Regions from separate parts of the Mus musculus genome. Here region 1 is linked to region 2. Evidence: chromatin contacts called from public HiChIP or PLAC-seq data. All regions are on one chromosome and are shown on one strand. Each heading gives the region's core, a stretch centred on a gene start, on an enhancer-like site or on the middle of the called end of the contact. The rest is flanking DNA. Distances are from core to core; before and after follow the strand shown.

Evidence for each region. HiChIP or PLAC-seq counts read pairs in DNA pulled down with a chosen protein or histone mark.
Region 1: a contact with region 2 is called in an H3K27ac HiChIP or PLAC-seq map of the NIH/3T3 cell line, with 5 times the contacts expected there. The contact joins two enhancer-like sites. A contact is called at or near these places in 2 of 15 datasets of contacts at CTCF or cohesin (both in the NIH/3T3 cell line), 10 of 484 Hi-C or Micro-C datasets (the C2C12 cell line, MC3T3-E1-derived osteoblasts, cardiomyocytes and 7 more) and 9 of 115 datasets of contacts at active chromatin or transcription factors (CD8 T cells, the NIH/3T3 cell line, bone marrow-derived dendritic cells and 6 more).

Annotation. Positions count from the first base shown.
Region 1 is chr4:89,522,578-89,528,443 of GRCm38.p6, reverse strand. No RefSeq gene overlaps it. Among named protein-coding and RNA genes, the nearest start is that of Dmrta1, 160 kb to the left of the region's middle. Within about 2 kb of position 3,558, at least 93 of the 459 cell types and tissues checked have an H3K27ac peak or open chromatin away from gene starts, as enhancers often do. A contact at or near this core is called in the C2C12 cell line, the NIH/3T3 cell line and embryonic fibroblasts, where this site is marked.
Region 2 is chr4:88,931,863-88,937,184 of GRCm38.p6, reverse strand. All of the region lies in intron 1 of Gm49890 (predicted gene, 49890), which reads left to right. Among named protein-coding and RNA genes, the nearest start is that of Gm49890, 7.5 kb to the left of the region's middle. Within about 2 kb of position 1,649, at least 34 of the 459 cell types and tissues checked have an H3K27ac peak or open chromatin away from gene starts, as enhancers often do. A contact at or near this core is called in the C2C12 cell line, the NIH/3T3 cell line and embryonic fibroblasts, where this site is marked.

The sequences.
Region 1 (5,866 bases), core at 2,309-4,808, 590 kb before region 2:
CATTACACAAACTTATCTACTGTGATTGGAAGTTGTCCCCGTGGTACTTGATCTGTTAAAATTTTGCACACAAAAAAAAGTAAGAAATATAATTTCCAAAAACAGGAATTGCCCATTTTAGGATAGGAGGAAAAGTGTATTTTCTGAATTCTTATTTAAAAAAAAAAATCTTTCTAAAGACACAGCTACTGTTCATTGTGCTCATTCCAAAGTCTCAATAACTAAGAATCTCTGTGGAAAACAAAAGGTTTAGCCAAGGAAATGAGGCCATGCGAGGGAGTGGTAATGAGTCACAGATTCTTTGGTTTCTAACATTGGGAAACCCAGACTTCATCTGCCCAGTGCAGGGTGTTCTTTACAAACCATCCACCTTGCTAGGCATGGCAACTAAACAAAGCAGGCTCCCTCAACTCTTGTTGGATATATACCTTATGAATGAAGATACATACTCTGTTGTTTTGTTTGTAGTGTTTTGTTTTGCTTGGTTGTTTGGTTGTCTGCTTTTCAAAACAGGGGTTCTCTGTGTAGCCCTAGCTGTCCTAAAACTCTGTAGACCAGGCTAGCCTCTAACCCTGCACCCCTAAGGCTGGGATTAAAAGCACAGCCATCTCCTGGCCAGTTTTGTTACGTTAACCAAAGAGACTTTTGTTATTGGAAGTGATGATGGGTGTTAGGAAGGAGAAATGCAAGAAGAGAAGACAAGGAAAGAAATCAAATTGAAATTAGGGTCAGGAAATAGCTCTCTGAGAAAGTAATAATTATCCTGAAAGAAAGAATAGGAAGCAGACAGGTGACCGAACACTGATGTCACAATGGAGCCCCGTGGGGGGTCTGAAAAGGGAATGGACGTGAATCTAGCGAGCAAGGCCAAGTGTGGCTTGAGAAGAATCTGGAGACACAGGTAGAGAGGTGCTTAGCCAAGTCCTCGAGGCCATGTTAAAGTGTTTGGGGCTTGTGTTAAATGCAGCAAGAACCTCAACCAAATGTATGCCAAGTGCAAAGCAAACAGAAACCAGCTTTCCTGGCACACATTCTCGAACCTACGGCTGCCATGGATTTTACCACAAAACAAAGTACCATATTACAAACTGCCTGTTCAGAATTAATTCTTTTGTGAGTTACTCCGATCATAAAGAACAGGGATCCAGGCTGGATATGAAATGCAAAAGAGAATCTTAGCTATGCAACTCAGTGGGGATGGATCAGGGTGCTACTCACAGAGTTCTGTTTGAGGTAGTGAACACTTCTGTCCAGAAGGCAAGCACAGGGACGGTTATACTCCAGGGGGAAGCCACTGAACATGGGCTTTGCACAGTTTAGTGTCTGCTGGACGTTGTCCAGGTTGTCTCCAGTGTTCCTGTCGGCTCCCCAGCTAATTAGAGTCACCTCTATTGACAGATGTGGCAAAGGTCACTGCTCTGGGGACTTGGCTGAGGAGGGAGCATTTCACTGTCCTCGAGTGTGAAGACAAATAAGACATTACCCTAAAAGGTTCAAGCTCAAAGGGAATGCAGAGGTCAAAGATTCCCTGGACGTCTTGCACTCAGGTTCAAAAGCACCAACTGGACTGGATAGCAATAGCTCTGGAACCCAAGCCTGAAGGACTGATTGATTGGGAATAGGCATGGACGTGGTATGACGGGGCAGCCCAAGCCAAGCCAAAGCCAATATACGGTGACAAATATACACCCATCTATACACAAGGAATACACATGCAAAGACGCTTTAAAGATAACTTACCTCATGGGTGAGCCCCATCTGTGCTATCACCAAAGACCCAACATGGCTTCAATGATAGTCCCATCTAATGGTCACACAGATGGCCCTGACGAGCCAAATGGGTCACAGAACAAAACCAAATGTCAGAAATCTGTGAAACAGGGAAAATAGAGAGGAATAAAAGAGATGATGGGGGAGAGGGGTTGTAAAAGGGAGCTGGAGTAACCATAATGCACTGTATAGATTATGTAATTGTCAAAGAACTAACTTATTTAAAAGATACATTCTGTACATACATAAGCTTGTCAAGGGAAAAAAATATGGTTTAAAGATGCAGAGATCCACAGCAAAGCATTACAAGGGACTCAGTGAATCCAAAGGAAAAAGAAGAAGAGGAAAGATTGTAGGAGCCAGAAAGGTCAAGGACACCACCAGAAAACCCACAGAATCAACAAATGAACTCCTAAGGGCTCACTGAGACTGAAGCGGCAGTCAGGGAGCCTGCGTGGGTCTAACCTCTGCATATATGATAGTTATGTAACTTAGTGTTCTTGTAGAACTCCTAACAGAGGAAGTTGGGGCTGTTTCTGAAGCTCTTGCCTGCCTTTGAGACCCTTGTCCTTCGACTGGTTCACCTTGTCCACCCTTAATAGGAGGAGAGGTAGGTACCTAGCCTTACTGAAACTTGATATGCCACGGTTAATTGCTATCCCAGAGAGCCCGTCCATTTTCTGAAGGGAAACTGAGTAGTAGTGGTTGGGGAGGGAGGAGAGACTGGGAAGAGAGAAGAGAGGGAAAATACTGTGGTTGGGATATGAAAGAATAAATTGATTTAAAAAAATAAATAAAAGTATTGTTTAAGAAAATTACATTCTAGATTACATAAAGTGAATTTTAAACGAAATGAATTAACCTTAAATTTTATTTATTTTTACACGAATTGCATCACACTAAATTTTCTCTTATTTGAAAGAGCCGGCATAAAGAGTTACCAACTCAAACCAGGGGTTAGAAAACTATAACCTGGGCTGGTGAGATGGCTCAGTGGGTAAGAGCACCTGACTGCTCTTCCAAAGGTCAGAAGTTCAAATCCCAGCAACCACATGGTGGCTCACAACCATCTTTAACGAGATCTGACTGGAGTGTCTGAGGACAGCTACAGTGTACTTACATATAATAAATAAATAAATAAATCTTTTAAAAAATGTTAAAAAAAAAAAAGAAAAAGAAAAGAAAACTACAGCCTATGGTTAAATCTTGGGCTCAGCCTATTTTTGAAAATCGATTTTTACTGGAAGGTGGAAAATATGAAAACCTCTCAAAAATGATAACTTGTATTCTCCATTAGCTGAATTTTCAGCAATGGACAACTATTGTTTATACATTTATTTTAGAGACATTTATTACTAACACCTTGTAGTCCCAGAAAACAATAAGAGCAATGTACAGCGTAGTCAATCATTATAAAGCAGGGGGGAAAAAAGACTCTTTCTATTACCATAGAGTTCTTATGTCTGAGTCTCTCTCAAAATGACTCTCAGCTTATCAGTTTAGTTGACCCAGTTGTGGCCACTCTGCAGCCCTTAGAGCTTTCCTTGTGTGGCACAGTGTGTTCCTTACAAGGAATTAAGCCGAGAGAATTCGGTCTAACGGCAGTAAAAGGCAGAAGTGAGAATTTAGCTGACTCTACCACCACGCCGTTTTATCTTGAAGCTTCTGGGAAACTTTAGTTGCTTTGTGAAGGTGTTGTGGAAAAAGAGACAAGTTGCCTCCGGGGTTGCTAACTTCGCCGATTTTCTTTCCGTTTGAAGAACACAACCAACAAACCGCCACTAGGTGTCCTCAACACCAAACTAATCCTCACTTCGGCACTTTCAGAGGCGAACTCGCAGGGACACGGGACTCAGGAGTTCCCCCCGAGGGACAGATCAAAACCCCGTGCACTCAGCACGGCTCTCTGAGTGAAAAGAAGTTCCCGGCAACAGCATCCGAAACTTCGGATCTCAGCTTTTAGTACGGAAAGGCCGGATGGTGGGGTGGAGACCCTCCTACGCTGAACGGGAACAAGAGAGGCCAATTTGAAGCCGCCCTGCCTCGCAGCAACTTCAAATGCGCAGAGAATATGCATTGGGTTCTAACTGCTTTTGTTTTTTGTTTTTAATTTATTTTTTATTATGCTTTTGTTTTCTTTACGGCGTTTGCAAATAAGAAGCCATTGTTCGGCTAAGCCTGTTCATTCGTTTTTTCACGAGAAGACAGTAATATTACTGAGTCCGCAGTCAGAGTCGCCAACTCCATCCCGATTCTCATCCATCCGGACGCTCCTCTGCTTGTCTTTTCCAGTTCTCCCCTCCCTCGCCCCCCATCTTTCCCTCCTCTATTTCTTCTCAACGGTATCTAAATCTACCACCTTTACACACATAGTGCGCTTTCCTGGTTAAAATATGAATATTTACATATTCAGTGGAAATAGGATTTCTTGACTTTGAAAAGTCAATAAAAGGGGAAAGAAAAGGAAGAGGTGCTAGAGATGGCTCAGTTGTTGCGTGCTTACTGCTCTGCAGAGGATCCGGGTCCTGTTTCCAGCACCCACATGGCAGATCACCACTACCTGTAACTCTACTTCCAGGAGAACAAAGGACCTCATCTGTCCTCCATGGGCTCTTGAACATATGCATACACTCAGGCACGTATACATAAAATAACTAAATATTTAAAAATGAATAGGAGGAGGAAAGGGGTGGGGGTGAGAAAGCAAGCAGGTAACTGCCCAAATCGACCCAAAAGTTATGGACCATAAGGTCACATGGTGGGAACCGGTGGGAACCGGGAGCTGCAGAAGGCATTTCCCTTCATCTTTCCTGCCTCCACTCCGGATTCTTTATCATGTTCCAGGAATTTCTAATCTCACCACAGCCAGATGACTCACAGCGGCTGACTGGCTGTCTAGGCTTCTACCTAACACCTGTAAAGATAAACCCTGGTTAAAACAGCACTCATTGCAGGGTGGCCTTTGCAGATGGCCAGGGGGATTTTCAGAGTTGAGTTCAATTTTTCCCCTCAAAGGCTCACAGACCTTGATCTTAATTTCAGACATATTTGTGTCTGACAGCCAGAGGCTAGCTACACACCAGGAATAACCTCCCATGGACCAGACCTGCTGCTTGGGGAGAGGAACACAGGAGTACAGCAATCCTTATTTGGGACCACAAAGGGTTTTGGTTTGCAAGCTACTCAGACCAACCTTCTTCGTACTCACTTCACTGCCCCAGGCTGCCTTTTAGGGGCGTGTCATTTTCTCTCTGATCAATTGAGAGGTTCTTTCTAACTAACGTCTCTCCATGCGAGGCATACAGAAACAGTGGGCCATACGGTCAGATTCAAAATATAAATGTTAAATAGTGTCCTTCCAGGCAAGTGATAAAGAAAATAATCAAGGAGCCATATTTCTGAAGGCTTATATAGGAATAAATCCTTATATAGAGAGATAAATCATACATAAGCAGATAATTATAGGTCAACTCTTATTTATAAGACAATACTTAACATTGAGCTTTTAAAATACCCTTAATCCCTTCCAGGAGTTCTATAAGCATTAGTTAATTTAATGTTTTCAACAAGCTCATAAGGTACATATAATTATAAAACTGATGACCATGGAGGTATAGATTTTTCTTTAAAAATATATATGTATGTATATATACATATTTTTTTCTGTTATAATTAGAACATGGCTCTGAACATGCCAGAGAGCCTGGAAGATCTGTGAATTGAAAAAAAAAAAAAAACTAAAGGAGAACTTGTGTGCGTGTGTGTGTGTGTGTGTGTGTGCGCGCACGCTTGTACACAGGTGACTAAAGTATTTGTATGCTTCTGTGTGGAGGCCAGAGGACACCCTCAGGTCATGCACCTGAGGTACATTTCTCAGGTACCACCCACATTTTCCACCTTTTTAAAAACATAAACAAAGTCTCTCACTGGCCTTGTCAAGGAAGCGAGGCTGAGTCCTAGGAATCTATCTAGACTGTCTCCAACCCCCATCCCCAAGTTTATTTTTAAGTGAGTTCTGGGAGTTCATGCAAGACCTGGTGCTGGCAAAGTGGGAACTTTACAGATTGAGTTCTTCCCTCAACCGTGATTCAAATTC
Region 2 (5,322 bases), core at 400-2,899:
GAGAGAGAGCAAGAAGCCTGAAAGCTAGAAGAGCCTAGAAGGCTCTTGAAGTTTTATAAATTCTGAAGAGTACATAGTAGTGACTAAATCCTTGACGGACAGTGTGGACTCGGCTTGTTTTAAATAGGTTATTATAGGACGAAAGCTATGAGACATCTACTATTTGAATATCTTTATAAAAATGGAAGTGGAAAAAAATGGAGAACAAGAAATGTGTATCATTTTCCCCTCATTTTGAAATCATTTTTCTTGATTTGCCCCAGAACTGAAGCTATATTAAATACCGTTGTTAACTATTTAGGGTACTTATAGAACATTAATTGATTTGTTTTAACAATAATTTTCTTCAGTGATAGGTTTTTGTTAAATGTGTTTTGCTGGGAATATTGACGCCTTGAGATTAGAAAACATTAAATTCTTCGTAATTGCCACAATTGCATTACTTGTGTCTAAGTATTTTTATCATTTGAACATTGTGGGGGCTCTTAACTTTAAACGTAAAAAGGCGAAAATGTAACCTCTGATTACTAACATTTAAGGGATAAAATATAGTATTAAAAGACAATATGGAATTTGAAGGCATTTTAGGATAGATAATTCTCTAATCATAAACAAGAAAGGGCTAGTAATAATGCTTTAAAACATCTTCTTGATATATTTAATAACTAGTTGCTTAAAAAGTAACCCCCAAATGTCTCAAAAGTTTTAATGAGTGATAAATTTTGTTATTACATAGTTCTGCAATGTAGGGAAAAAAAAACTTTTGTTGAATCTAGAATAGATGCAGCTTAAGTAAAAGAAATGGTGAAATTTGATCTTTGCATTTTGAGCTACATTTTCACTGGGGGCTTTTAAACAATGACAGTAAATTGTATAGAAAGTAGATCAGTTATTTAATCTGTACATGTAAGTACCCTAATGTGCTTGCTTCATTTGTAGAGTCTCCGGCTGTCTTTCACTCCAGGCTTAAAAAAACAAAACAACAACAACAAAAAAAAAAACAAACAAACTTGGGAGGAGGTTGGAGATGATGGAGGAAGCTTTCCATTGCACATGGGTGTGGGGGAAATCTGTGTTGACTTCAGGAGTAAGGAGGTTAAAAGGTAGAGTGTAGGGTCAAGATTTACTTGTAGATTCATTCTCTAGGACCTTCTGCTTTTCCTGGGATTAACATTTTAAGCAATATACAGTTATTGCATGCATGACAGCAGAGGGGGGAAAGTCCTCTTCCAATAACCTTGAAACCCTGATTCTGGCTTTATCAAGTATGTTCTGTTTCGTATTTTCTAGCCGATCCTAGCTACTGAGCACTTGAAGCCAACTTGCAGATTACAGAGAATTCGCTAGGTGATTTCTATTTTCAGAGAAATACTCTTTTGAGACACCATTATTTTAATATCCCAAATAGCACCAATCTTCTGAGCAAAACAATAATTGTCCTAGTAATTTAAAACTACACTTTTAGCAGGGAAAATGCAATGTACATGACTGCCAATGCTCATACTATGATCTTCTTTGGTCCACTTCCATTTCTTGCTTTGTGATGTCTCTGACACATCATTCTGATGCAAGAAACTTGAGGCGGGGGAAGCGGGGGTGGGGAGCGTTCAGAAAACAAGCAATGCGTGTTGATCCTCTTTCTGCTGTATAAGCCTGAGTCTTCGTGACACAGATCCACAAGTCTGAGAGTCTTCACCCCACTCCCCTTTACTGAGTCTGAGAGAAGACAGGACAGACAAGAGTCAGCTCTGCCATTTGCAAAGCGGAAGCTTGTGCTCCACAGCAGATCCAGTCCGTGGTCTAACTCAGTTTTACTTCCTTGCCAGGGGCATAACAACTGGAGTTAAAAGACTTATACCCAGATGGGGAAATTAGTGCCATTTGTGTATAGGCTGTAGCCTTATTGAAGCTGCTTTCAAAGTAATTGGGACGAAATCAAGACATAGTATGATTTAATTATAAGTCCTCTAGGGTGGGTAGTGGGTAGGAGTCTGTGGCTCAGAATATATTTAGGCTTTTCACTTATGTTGAGTTTTTTTACAGTTTGCATTGTAGTTGTTCGTGCGTGCTCATGTGTGTGTGTGTGTGTGTGTGTGTGTGTGTGTGTATGTGTGAGAGAGAGAGAGGGAGAGAGAGAGAGATTTACTTATGCTTATATAATTTGGAAGATGGGAAAGGTATAAAGTAGTGAATTTTAGCTATTAAATTGGTTTAAGTTTTCTGCTGAGGTTATTCTTTGATGGACTGTCTTCATTGTGTTTTAAGTTGATGCCCTTTGGAAGTAATTCTGATCTCGAACCGGGATGGCGGTGGTGGGAGAAACCTACTGTGTCTAAAAGCCATTCTAACCTGACAATTGAAACCTTCCTTTAGTTATCTCTGACAATTTCAGGTAGACTTTGACCATGTTAATAAGCTGAATGTGTGTTGCATAACTTAAGAGAATTCAGCCCTGAAAGTCGTGCTCCACAACTTGTGGGCTGAGTGATTTTTTTCTCTCTCTCTGATTTAAGTATAGCATGCAATGTCTAGTCGAGACCAATATTTCTATACGTCTCTGTTAAAAATTGTTTAGAATCTAGTGTTTTAATACAGGCAAGGGACTGATAGCCCAGAATCCAACTCATGAGAGCTACTACCTAACACAGTCTGAGATTGCTAAATTATAGTGTGCTATAGATATAGTCCTCTTCACAGAGTTGCTATTGAGTCACCTGTGGAGATTGTTAACTGTTTCCTGACTTAAGCCTGGCTGTTTAGTGATCATCACAACGCCAGTGATCAAATTCTTTTGTGAGTCTTAAATAACAACAGTGACTTTGCTCTGTACCTACAAAGCCCTGGGTTCAATCCCCATCACCGAAATAAAGCAAAACCAGATTAAAAGTGTGAGTGTCTGGACAGATGGGAGTCTGACTCCTTCGGCTCTACAGGTGAGTGGAGCCTTTTAAATGAGGAGTAGCTTTAGACCAGAACTTTCATGTTTCTGCCGGTCATTCTGTTGCCTGGTGAGTCCTGTCCTGTCCTGTTCTGTGCCATAACTCAAAACTAACTGACCGGCTTCCTTCTCTCTCTCTCTCTCTCTCTCTCTCTCTCTCTCTCTCTCTCTCTCTCTCTCTCTCTCTCTCTCTCAAATGGATAGAGTGTGGAATCTAATTAAACTTAAAAAATATTTTTTTTTAAAGTGAAGTCAGATTTCATCCTGACTTCAGTAACTCTGAAACACCTCTCGGTACCCAGTCATCTCCAGTGGCAGACTAAAGCCCTCGGGGGCTTCAGAGATAGGATTAAGATGAGGTTTTATGTGCAAGCAAAGAAAAAGGTTGGATTTTATTTCAAAGTAACAGATAAGTAGATATACCTAGATTGATGTGTGATGGCTAGCTTCTATTTGCTTTTAGTAATTGAGCAGTCACAGTTTTATAACACTTTAACTCCTGGAGACAAATTTTTAGTTTTATATAAAAGGAAAATTTCACTTAAGTCCTCTTGATCTTATTAAATATTGAGTCAAATTAGCTCAGAGATGCTTGCTTTTTGTGATTTATCACTTTCAACCACCAGTAGCTGAGAATATTTTGATGAAAAAGAGAAATAAATGAAGATAAAATGAGGAAAATGTAAAGTAAAGACCAGTCAGATTAATTTTTGAAGCACTAAATCTTTAATATGATTTTTCCTGTTTGGGGGTTTTCAAGTCCTGGTGAAATGCCCATGTATTTGAAGTAATGACAAAGAGGATGAATTTGAAAGCTCTACTTTCCTTTATTGATAAATGTATTTGATAATTTTTCAAAGCTGATGTCCAGAATTTTGTTTTACTTAACAATTGATCAAAACAATAAATAAAAATGGAAAAGTAAGTCTCAGTTAAGGAACAAATTCATTTAAAGCCAGTCTTTGTTTTGAAGAATTCATTTTACCAATTACAAGTGTTCGTAGGTTTTTTTTTCCCCTGAAATTTACTAAATTAGAAGCGGTAAGAAAACTGTGTATTTAGAAATAACTGGCGGATTGACAAGCTTTAGCACTAATTAGTGAAGCTAAAAATAATGTGTGCTGGACATATTAAAATATAAAAACAGCTTGTCATTGTTATTCACTTGTAGTTCAGAACCCATCTCATTAACACGGATACAGAACTGCCTTCTTGGACCAGAGAATCAATATCACCCAGAGCTTTTTGTCAAAATCAAATAAAATATGTGTCTCACCTGTCTTGTTGGCAGAGCAGTACTGACTGTAGAGTTGTCTTCATCTTCTGATGGTTTTCTGTGCCCCATGCTTTGTGTGTACTATGGGAGACCTTCTCCACAGTTCTCGTGATTTAGCTGCCGTGATCGTTTTTATTTTACAGACTGGAAAACTGGCCTGGAAAGATTAAAGATTTCAGAAATCTCCTAAACGGTGCAGTCTGTGTGTTTCCTATCTCACCTCTGCTTTTAATTTGCTGTATATAATGATATTTAAGCAGATTATTTGTTATTTTTTTAAGTTGGTTTGAGAGTCATTATATTGTAGTGTGTGTGTTCTTTCTTAAATTTTAGAATTGGTTCAAGCCTCAAGTCCACATCCATAAAGGTATAGGAGATAGACAGACTATTACTATAAGTAAAGTAATAGCTTAGGACCCACATGTAAAGTGGTGGGTTAGGGAATCAAGTTTAGATGGATTCTAAATTGTCTCTGGTGGTCATTCCATGAAAAACACACAGAACAATTTTCTCCTGAACCTTGAATAAAAGGATAACTTTATTTTTATTTTTTTGATACTTTGAAAGTTCTAATGTCTGTGTGGGTAATAGTATAGTAGCAGGCTGGCTCAGTGTATAAAGGTGCCTGTCACAGCTGATGTTCTCAGTTCTGTCCCAGAACTCATATGGTGGAAAGAACCAACTGACTCCTGCAAGCTGTCCTTTGTCACATGTGTGTCATGGCGTATGTGTGTTAACATACAACATACCCTGACTTTCCAGGCTCAGCACGACTTGAATTTAAGTTCTCAACTATGTCTTCTTGACAAGTTAGTTTGTATTTTATGATAGGTAAAGGTCTTGTACAAACATAAAGACCCCCTTCAAAGCTAACATGTTGTTGTCTGAAAACCAGTGTGGGAGATGTGGTAAAAAGCAGAAACATCTGACCAAAGAGTGGACAGAGTTTGAAGGTTAAATAAAGCAATAATAACATTATGGAGGAGAGCTTTAATATGGATGAATATTAAAAATATTCATTTGTAGAGAGAGATCAAATTAAGTTCAAAGGTCAAAACAAAAAAAGTGAAAAAATGGAGATTTTAAATTAAAAATATAAATGTAGTAT